Linked DNA regions of Canis lupus: regions 1 and 3 are each linked to region 2. A link is a contact called in public Hi-C data. All regions are on one chromosome and are shown on one strand. Each heading gives the region's core, a stretch centred on a gene start, on an enhancer-like site or on the middle of the called end of the contact. The rest is flanking DNA. Distances are from core to core; before and after follow the strand shown.

Region 1 (2,700 bases), core at 105-2,604, 270 kb after region 2:
AAAGTCATGGCCTATATACCACAGAACAGATAACTAATATAGGGCCTGGCACAGGGAAGCTGCTTATAAATATTGGTCGAATTAACCGAATTGAGTCCCAATTCTGCCACTTTCACACCAAGCGGCTCTGGGTAAGTTGTCTACTTCTCTGAACCTTAGTTCTCTATAAAACAGAAACGTGTCTGCTCTACCTATCTCACAGGACCAGTTGTAATCAAATGAAATCACATGAGAGTGTATCAGTCCTAATAAAACAATAATCATGACACACATAATGACCACTGCTACCAATTAGCTTACAAGCCTACTCGCAGAAGATGTTAATATGTAAGCACCAGGAAAGAGACTGCATCAAGATCTACTGAAACAAAACTGAAACACCCGTGCTTTCTAAAAATGTCATCTTTGGGCAGCCCGGGTGGCCCAGCGGTTGAGCGTCTGCCTTCAGCCCAGGGCCTGATCCTGGAGACCCGGAATCGAGTCCCGCGTCGGGCTCCCTGCATGGAGCGTACTTCTCCCTCTGCCTGTGTCTCTGCCTCTGTCTCTCTCTTGCGTCTCTCATGAATAAATAAATAAAATCTTAAAAAAAATTAAATTAAAATGTCATCTTTATGATGAAAGGAGCCGGTCACTGCTACACCGAGGCTGGGCCTTTTCCAACCCCCAGGTTACAACAGCAGGGTCTGCGGAGTGACATGCATCTTGCAAGACTGAAAATCGCCCCGTCCGCGCAGGCGGCGGGGAGATGCCGACCTGAGGGTCAGCAGATTAGAAAGAGCTGGCCCCCCACCTGCACAGCCCCACGCAGGCCCCAACGAGGCACTACCTTTGCATTTAGCAGCGCGAGACAACGGCAGCGCCGAGACCATTGCACCTTCCACGGCGGGTCAGAGACCGCCCGCCCGCCGGCCTCCCCCGGGGCGGCCACAGCGCGCCCTGAAGCCCCGCCTCGTGCGGGGCCCGGACCCCCGCGCCTGCAGCCGAGCCCGCGCCTCCAGTGCCTGCCTCCCGGCACGTAGGCAGCGCGCGCAGGGGCTCGGGGAGCGCGGCCCGGACCTGCTGCGTACTCACTGGCCGAGCCGAGGGCGCCTGCTGTCCAGCCGCCGAGCCTCCCGGAACCGCCGCTCCCCTGGCTCCCGGGACTCGCTTTCCCTCGGAGCCCCAGCTGCAGCGACAGCAGCCTCTCCAGGAACGCGGGAGCCAAAGGGCGCAGCCAGCCAAGGCTGGGGAGGCGGGGGAGCCGTTTCGTCACTCCCCGAACCCTCTCAGGCCGTCGCGCGCACGGTCCCAGGCGCCCGAGACACCCGCGCGCCCCAGGAGAGCGAGGACGCAGGGCCCCGCCCCCGGCCTCTTCCCGCCCTGCGCCGTCGGGCCTCCCACGTGACTGAGTCTCTGCCCCGCCTCCCTCGCCCCGCCCACCCCGAATTGCCGGGCACGCACGCGCACTTGCGCGCTCGCGCTGACAGCTTCGGCCGAGGGGAACGCGAGGGAGCAGGAGGTGTCGCGAGAGTTGGCCTCACCGCGTCGGGGGCGGCGGAATCATGGCGAGCCTGGGGTTGGAGGCTGAGCAGGAGCCGCTCTTAGGCGACCGCACACCCGGAAGCAGGTGAGCGGATGTTGGAGGAAGGCCCCCTCACCTTCCTGCACTGTTGGGGCTGGCCCCCTCGTCCGGCGTCAGCCTCGCTGCGCGCGCAGCGGTTGCGCGCGATCCGGCGGTGGCTCCTGCTGCCGAGGCGCGAAGTTCGGCGGCGCGGCGAGCCCGCGGGCCCTGGGGAAGGCGTGACCGACCTCCAGACGCGCCCTCGGCCCTCCGCCCGCTGCCCCCTGCGTTCCCTGTCCCCTTGGAGCTCCTCGCTGCACGCGTTTCACGGAGGTTCCGAAATGATGCTTTTAAGTGGATACTTGAAGATACTCCTCCGTTTGGCTAAATTGCGCGATGACTTTTGATACCTTGTTAGCAGGTCAACCTGTACGAAACGGGCACACCTTTCCCCTTTGCCAAGTATATTGACTTAATTTCCCAGAGTTTGAGGATGAACTGTATGTAGTTCGACTCCTAATCCTGGTTGTATTGGGCCTACTTTACGGACAGTAATTCAGATTTGTTACAGTTTGTCTCACTACGCAATGAAGTATCTATTTTTTTTTTTGTCTTTAGGAAAACGGGACTATTTTCTTTGAAACGTAATTTGTCAAATTAATTGATACACATGGGATCCCTGGGTGGTGCAGCGGTTTGGCGCCTGCCTTTGGCCCAGGGCGCGATCCTGGAGACCCGGGATCGAACCCCACGTCGGGCTCCCAGTGCATGGAGCCTGCTTCTCCCTCTGCCTATGTCAAAAAAAAAAAAAAATTAATTGATACACATTAAGCTGTCGACGACCATGTTAAGTTTTGCACATTTGTCTTTTAAGCACCGAGCTTTTATTTTAACCACTTTGTTTGAAACTCCCTGGGCGCTGTGTGTCTTTGGTCTCTGATTTACTAGACGGACTATATGTCTTGCAATTAAAAAAAATTTTTTTTAATATTTTATTTATTTATTCATGACAGAAAGAGAGAGGCAGAGACACAGGCAGAGGGAAAAGCAGGCTCCATGCAGGGAGCCAACGTGGGACTCTATCCGGGGTCTCCAGGGTCATGCCCTGGGCTGCAGGCGGCGCTAAACCGCAGGGCCACCGGGACTGCCCTGTCTTGCAA
Region 2 (2,700 bases), core at 140-2,639:
CTGGAGTCCCGGCATTGAGTCCCACCTCCGGCTCCCTGCATGGAGCCTGCTTCTCCCTCTGCCTGTGTGTCTGCTTCTCTCTGGGTCTCTCAAGAATAAATAAAATCTTAAAAAAAAAAAAAAAAGATTAGACCCAAAGTGTTACTCCCTTAACACACCTTCATTCTTTCGGCACACCGGTAGTCCACAACTGGCCGTTCTTGGGGTGGTTGTGTGGGAACTCACCAACACCAAAACAGACCAGGGCAGGAAAGCCCAAGTCCAGTGAGATGAGCGCCTGAGGTAAGGGGCCCAGAACAAGGCTTCAGAGGTGAGACATTTACGCCAGGTTTTTTGTGTTTTGTTTTGTTTTGTTTTTAAGGACTTGGGAGCCTAAAAGACTACGAAGGACCTAAGGAGATAAAAAGAAATCGTGAGTTAAAGCTGAATGAGGGAACAGAAGGACCGCCTCATTCTATCCACTTCCCTACCGCCACAGACTATTCATTCAGGAACAGCACCTTCAGCGTAAAACCTGAAAGCGAATTCTGCGGGAGCGGCCTCGGCCAAGACCACCGTCGGTGGCGGCTCGGTGCCGGCGCAGACAGCAAGCGGGCTCCGGGCGCCCAGCGGCCCCGGCGCGGGCTCCGTGCGCTCCTCCTGCGCCAGGAGGGCTCCAGCCCGTCGCCAACACCTCCGGGCGGCAGCTCTGTCTGCGCGCCCACGCTCCTGGCTTCCAGACAGGCGCGACGGCGCCCGGGGGGGGACAAAAAAGAGACGCCCCTCAACAGTTTGCGCCAGTAATGAAAACTGGGTCGCGGCCTCCCACAAGCCGCCAACCTGCGCCCCCGAAAAGGCGACCCCACGAGACTGAGACTCCGCCTCCGCGGCCGCCCCGGCGCACGTGAAGTCCCCGTGCCGAGCCGCCGCGCTGAGGCGGGAGTGCGCGGACGCGAACCCAAGCCTGGGAAGGGAAGCGATTCCGGGGCGCACGCGCGTAGAGCGGAGGGAACCAACCGGGCGGGGCCGGCCCCCCGGAGGAGGCGCAGGGGAAAGGAGAGCGCGTGGCGCTCCGGAACCCGCGCACGCGCTGTAGTGTCCCCCCGCCTATGCGCGCGCGCGCGCGGCCGGCGCTGCATCTTTTCTTCAGGCCCGCCCCTCCCCGTCTTGTACTTCTGCAAGCCGAGGCGCTGAGCGAAAGCAGGGAAGTGTGGGGCGAGGTGGGCGGGGCGTCGCACGCGAGCGCGGCCTGCTGAAGAAGGGAGGGGGGAGGGAGCGATCCGAGACAACGTTACCCCTTCAACACCCAATGGAGAGCAGGCTTGGCCCCGCCCCCTCCCCTCCTGTCATTGGCTGGGAGGCCCCCAGAGGGGCGGGGTCGGCCGTGGGGTTGGGGAGGGCAGGGGGCGGGGAGGAGGAGGAAGGCGCTGGCGGGCAGTGATGGCGGCGGGTGATGGGGACGTGAAGCTAGGCACCCTGGGGAGTGGCAGCGAGAGCAGCAGCGACGGCAGCAGCGAGAGCCCCAGCGGCGTGGGAGCGGCAGCAGAAGGGGGCGGCTGGGCGGCAGCAGCGTTGGCGCTTCTGACGGGGGGCGGGGAGATGCTGCTGAACGTGGCGCTGGTGGCGCTGGTGCTGCTGGGGGCCTACCGGCTGTGGGTGCGCTGGGGGCGGCGGGGTCTGGGCACCGGGGCCGGCGCGGGCGAGGAGAGCCCCGCTGCCTCGCTGCCTCGCATGAAGAAGCGGGACTTCAGCTTGGAGCAGCTGCGACAGTACGACGGCTCCCGCACCCCGCGCATCCTGCTCGCGGTCAATGGGAAAGTCTTCGACGTGACCAAAGGCAGCAAGTTCTACGGCCCGGGTGAGGAGGAGTTGGAAGGGGAGGGGGAGGACCTCCTGCAGCTCCTGTGCGACCCCCCCACCCCCCGCGAGACGGGGAGGCCCCTGGGCTCCGGGTTAGTTTGCCCAGCCTTCCCGACGTCTGGACCCCTGCGGCTTGGCTCCTGCACCTGGGACGGCCCGCCCCACACACACCCCCAGCTCCGGGCGCCTGCAGGTCACCCCCCCGGCCCAAGTGCAGGTTTCAGTGTCGCCCCAGGAACCGGCTCTCAGCTCTCCTCTTTCTCCCATCCCGTTCCTCCACGAAGCTTTTTCTTCTGCTGATTTTTTTTTTTTTTTTTTCAGAATCTTCCCAGTTGTCGCCCGTCACGCTAGCCCACTACCTTTCTTGAGCTTTCTGATTCCTGGGATGGGTGGGGGCAGGAGGGACGGGAGATGCCTAATGTAGGGACCCAAAGTTTGTAGGCCAGGTAATTCACAGCTTTCCTTTCTTTACTCTGTTTTGTCACTGATCTCCCTTTTCTCTACTATTCCCCATAAGGCCACGTTTAGGTACACGTACTTCCAAGCCCCCACCGTTTAGCTTGTGAAGTCTGAGCATATAAGCAACACCTCAGACTTTTTTTTTCAAACCAGTTTTAGTATGGAGATGCTTTCCAAGATTAACACTGTATGTAGGATGAGGACAGACCAGAATGTAGATCTTAATAAAGACTGGCAAGGATAGTCTCCCTGAGTTTTGGAGGTGGAGCTCAAATACCCAGCAGGCGGGCCTGCCTGGTTTCTTTTTACTTTTTTTTTTTTTTTTTTTTGATAGTAGGAAGGCAAGTATTCAAATCCACGTTGATAATGACTTGTGTTTTCACTGAGCAGCAAAAACTTAAA
Region 3 (2,700 bases), core at 170-2,669, 470 kb before region 2:
CCGGAGAGCCTGCCGGCTTCCGAACAACAGCCCCCAACTCACAAACACTCACAGGCACCAGACACGTGCACCGAAGGGCTCCTGCAACTTGCAGTCCCGGGGTGCACGCCGCACGCTCGGGTGAAGGCAGCGAAGCCCAGGCGGCCCCACCCCCCACGGTCTGCACGGTCTGCAGATGGTGCCAAAGGTTGCAGTTTGCAATCCGCTTTAAGTTCACGGTTAATCGGTACTTTGCTCTACCGAGGCAACTCCTTCCTGGGCTCACCGGTGAAGGGCTTTACACTTTGCAGGCAGTCTCGCTTTGAGTGAAAGGGTCCGCTCCCTGGAAACCCGATTTGGGAGGATCTGACTGCCGAGCTGTCCCTGCACCCCCTGCTCCCTGCCCTTGCATTGATGCACAGAATATTTTGGACATGTGGTGACGCGGTGACAAGCGCCAGGGCTGCCGCGGCCACCCTGCCGAGACGGACCTACACACACACACGCGCGCGCACACACACACACACACACACACCTATACGTCTGGACAGATACAGTCGTCGCCCCCCCCCGCCCGCCGCGGTCACACACACACTCCGGATTCATATATGTACGCGGACCTGCGTTCTGCCATTGCCATCTGTCTACCAAGTTGCTACTATGCTTTCCACTTTCATGCAGCCTAATGCGCTTTGGCTTTTTTTTTTTTTTAAATGTGTATCCGCTAAAGCCAACTAGACTGGGCTTCTGCTCCTACACGCGTGTAAAGGAGGATTCACCTGAAAACCGCACGTTCTTCGCAAATCCGAAAGAAGAAGAAGAAAAAAAAAAAAGAAAAGCTCGAAGTCTTCAGCGCCACCACCACCCCCACCCACCCGGCAAAAAAAAAAAAAAAATTTTTTTTTTTTTTTTGGAAAAAGGATCATAATACAACTTACTGATCCAAACACAGATCAATTCTCAGGATCCCAAAACCATCTCGTCCTCCTCCTCCGGCCCCCGCCCCGGCAATGCCCAAGTTGCTGGTGGGATAGTAACGCGGCGCTCGGCGGCGGCCGGCCCTCCCTCCCTCCTCGCTCGCTACATATCGAGAACCCAATCTTTTGGCGCCATATTAATGACGTACTATATTATTTCCACTAGGCAGCGACCTTCGGCATTAAATTACTCCCGAGAACTCCCGAGCAGAGCAACAAAACCATCAAATATGGCTGAGCCTCTCGGCTGGTCCTGCAGCCGCCGCCGCCGCCGCCGCCGCGGTACCGGGACGCGCACACGGACCCACGCGCGGACACGCGCGGACCCACGCGCGGCCCCCCGCCCCCCGCGCCCCGCGCCCCGCGGCCCGCGCGCCTACCTGCTGCGGAAGGCTTCGGCGGAGGCGCTGGGCTCCACGCCGCCGGCTCCGCGCTGCATGAGTTCGGGCCGCGGCGGGCGGGCGGGCGGGGAGCCGGGCGGGCGGGCGGGCGGGCGGGCGCGGAGCCGGGCGGGCCCCTGCTCTGCCGGCGCGCACACACGCGGCCCTCGCGCAGGGAGGCACTCTCGGACGGGCGTTCGGCGGCTGATGGAGGAGGGGCCGTGCGAATCGAACTCCTTTCTGGGTCACTGCTGCCACAGGGGGGAGCACTTTACTCCTTGCCCGAACGCGAGGGTGGGGACGCGAGGGCGGAGGGAGCGCGCCGGGAGTCCGCCGCGCGGGGGGCTCCGTCCCTCGTTAACTCTTCGCGGGCCTCGGGCCGCGGGGGGCGGGGCCGCGGGTGGGGGCGGGGCCTGGGCCTCGGGGGCGGGGCCTCGGGCCGCAGGGTGGGGGGCGCCGTCCCGCCCTTGAGATCCCTCCCCTCGCTTCCCTTGCAAGTCAGGACCTTCTCCAGGGGGTCTCCAGGCGGGAAGGTGGGCTTTGAGATCCCCCCCTCCAAACTGCCCCGGTCGCGATTCTCGTCCGATCTCCTTGTTTGTACCTGGAAATGGATTCTCGCAGATTTAGTTTGAAATTCTTCACAGAAAGAAGAAAAAAAAAAAAAATATATATATATATATATATATATATATATATATATATGTGACTATTAAAAGAAAAAGTGTGTGATCTAGGTGAAAGGTTTTATTTTTAGGCTGAATGGCAAAATAAACAGTTCTTTTGTAGTAACAGTTCTAGGGAGTTGAGAATCGGGATGACGTTTTTAAATACAGGGAATCCAGTTTTGGAGATGGATTTGCGTCTTCACCCGAGGTTGTATCGGACATTGATCATTGCAAGTGAGGATTGATTCGTTGGAGGGCAATGATTATTTATAAGTGGACAGACACCACCTTTCTAGTTCACAGGATTTCAGGACTGGACATTGCCTTCGGAATGAGAGAATGGACACTAAAGCTGAAACTGGAGTTGCGGACTAATGTAAAATTAATCATTAGAGGCTTATCCGGGAGGGTATGTATGGGTAAAAATAACCGGTTGCCAATATTCCAGAAAATACAAATTTGCTTTTTTATGTGGAGGTTAACACAGAGGAGAAAAAGAAGTCTATGTGACCCTTAGGTTCCAAAGGAAAAAAGACATGGGTGCAGATTAAAACTCCCCTTCAGTAAATAGCAAGAGTGATCACTAATTACAAAACTGAATATTGAACCCGAAGGCATGTTGGAACTGCTGGAAGAACTCTTCCGAACATTATCAGGTTTGATTTCACACAATCATGTACCAACCTATCCACCTGCATC

The links. Hi-C and Micro-C count contacts between places; a contact is called where the count stands out from the background.
Region 1: a Hi-C map of blood shows a contact between it and region 2, with 2.7 times the contacts expected there. The contact joins the promoter of ABHD18 here to the promoter of PGRMC2 in region 2. A contact is called at or near these places in 2 of 9 Hi-C or Micro-C datasets (both in blood).
Region 3: a contact with region 2 is called in a Hi-C map of blood, with 3 times the contacts expected there. The contact joins the promoter of JADE1 here to the promoter of PGRMC2 in region 2. A contact is called at or near these places in 2 of 9 Hi-C or Micro-C datasets (both in blood).

What each region holds. Positions count from the first base shown.
Region 1 is chr19:13,791,556-13,794,255 of UU_Cfam_GSD_1.0, forward strand. It overlaps ABHD18 (protein ABHD18), which reads right to left and starts at 1,355. Exons shown (of 13, transcript XM_038564690.1): 1 at 1,072-1,355. All of the region lies in intron 1 of MFSD8 (major facilitator superfamily domain-containing protein 8), which reads left to right.
Region 2 is chr19:13,524,774-13,527,473 of UU_Cfam_GSD_1.0, forward strand. PGRMC2 (membrane-associated progesterone receptor component 2) reads left to right here and starts at 1,390. Exons shown (of 3, transcript XM_038564665.1): 1 at 1,390-1,837. The coding sequence starts at 1,420. It overlaps LOC102151797 (importin subunit alpha-8-like), which reads right to left and starts at 879. Exons shown (of 5, transcript XR_005373926.1): 1 at 501-879; 2 at 159-391.
Region 3 is chr19:13,057,424-13,060,123 of UU_Cfam_GSD_1.0, forward strand. It overlaps JADE1 (protein Jade-1), which reads right to left and starts at 1,420. Exons shown (of 11, transcript XM_038564644.1): 1 at 1,337-1,420.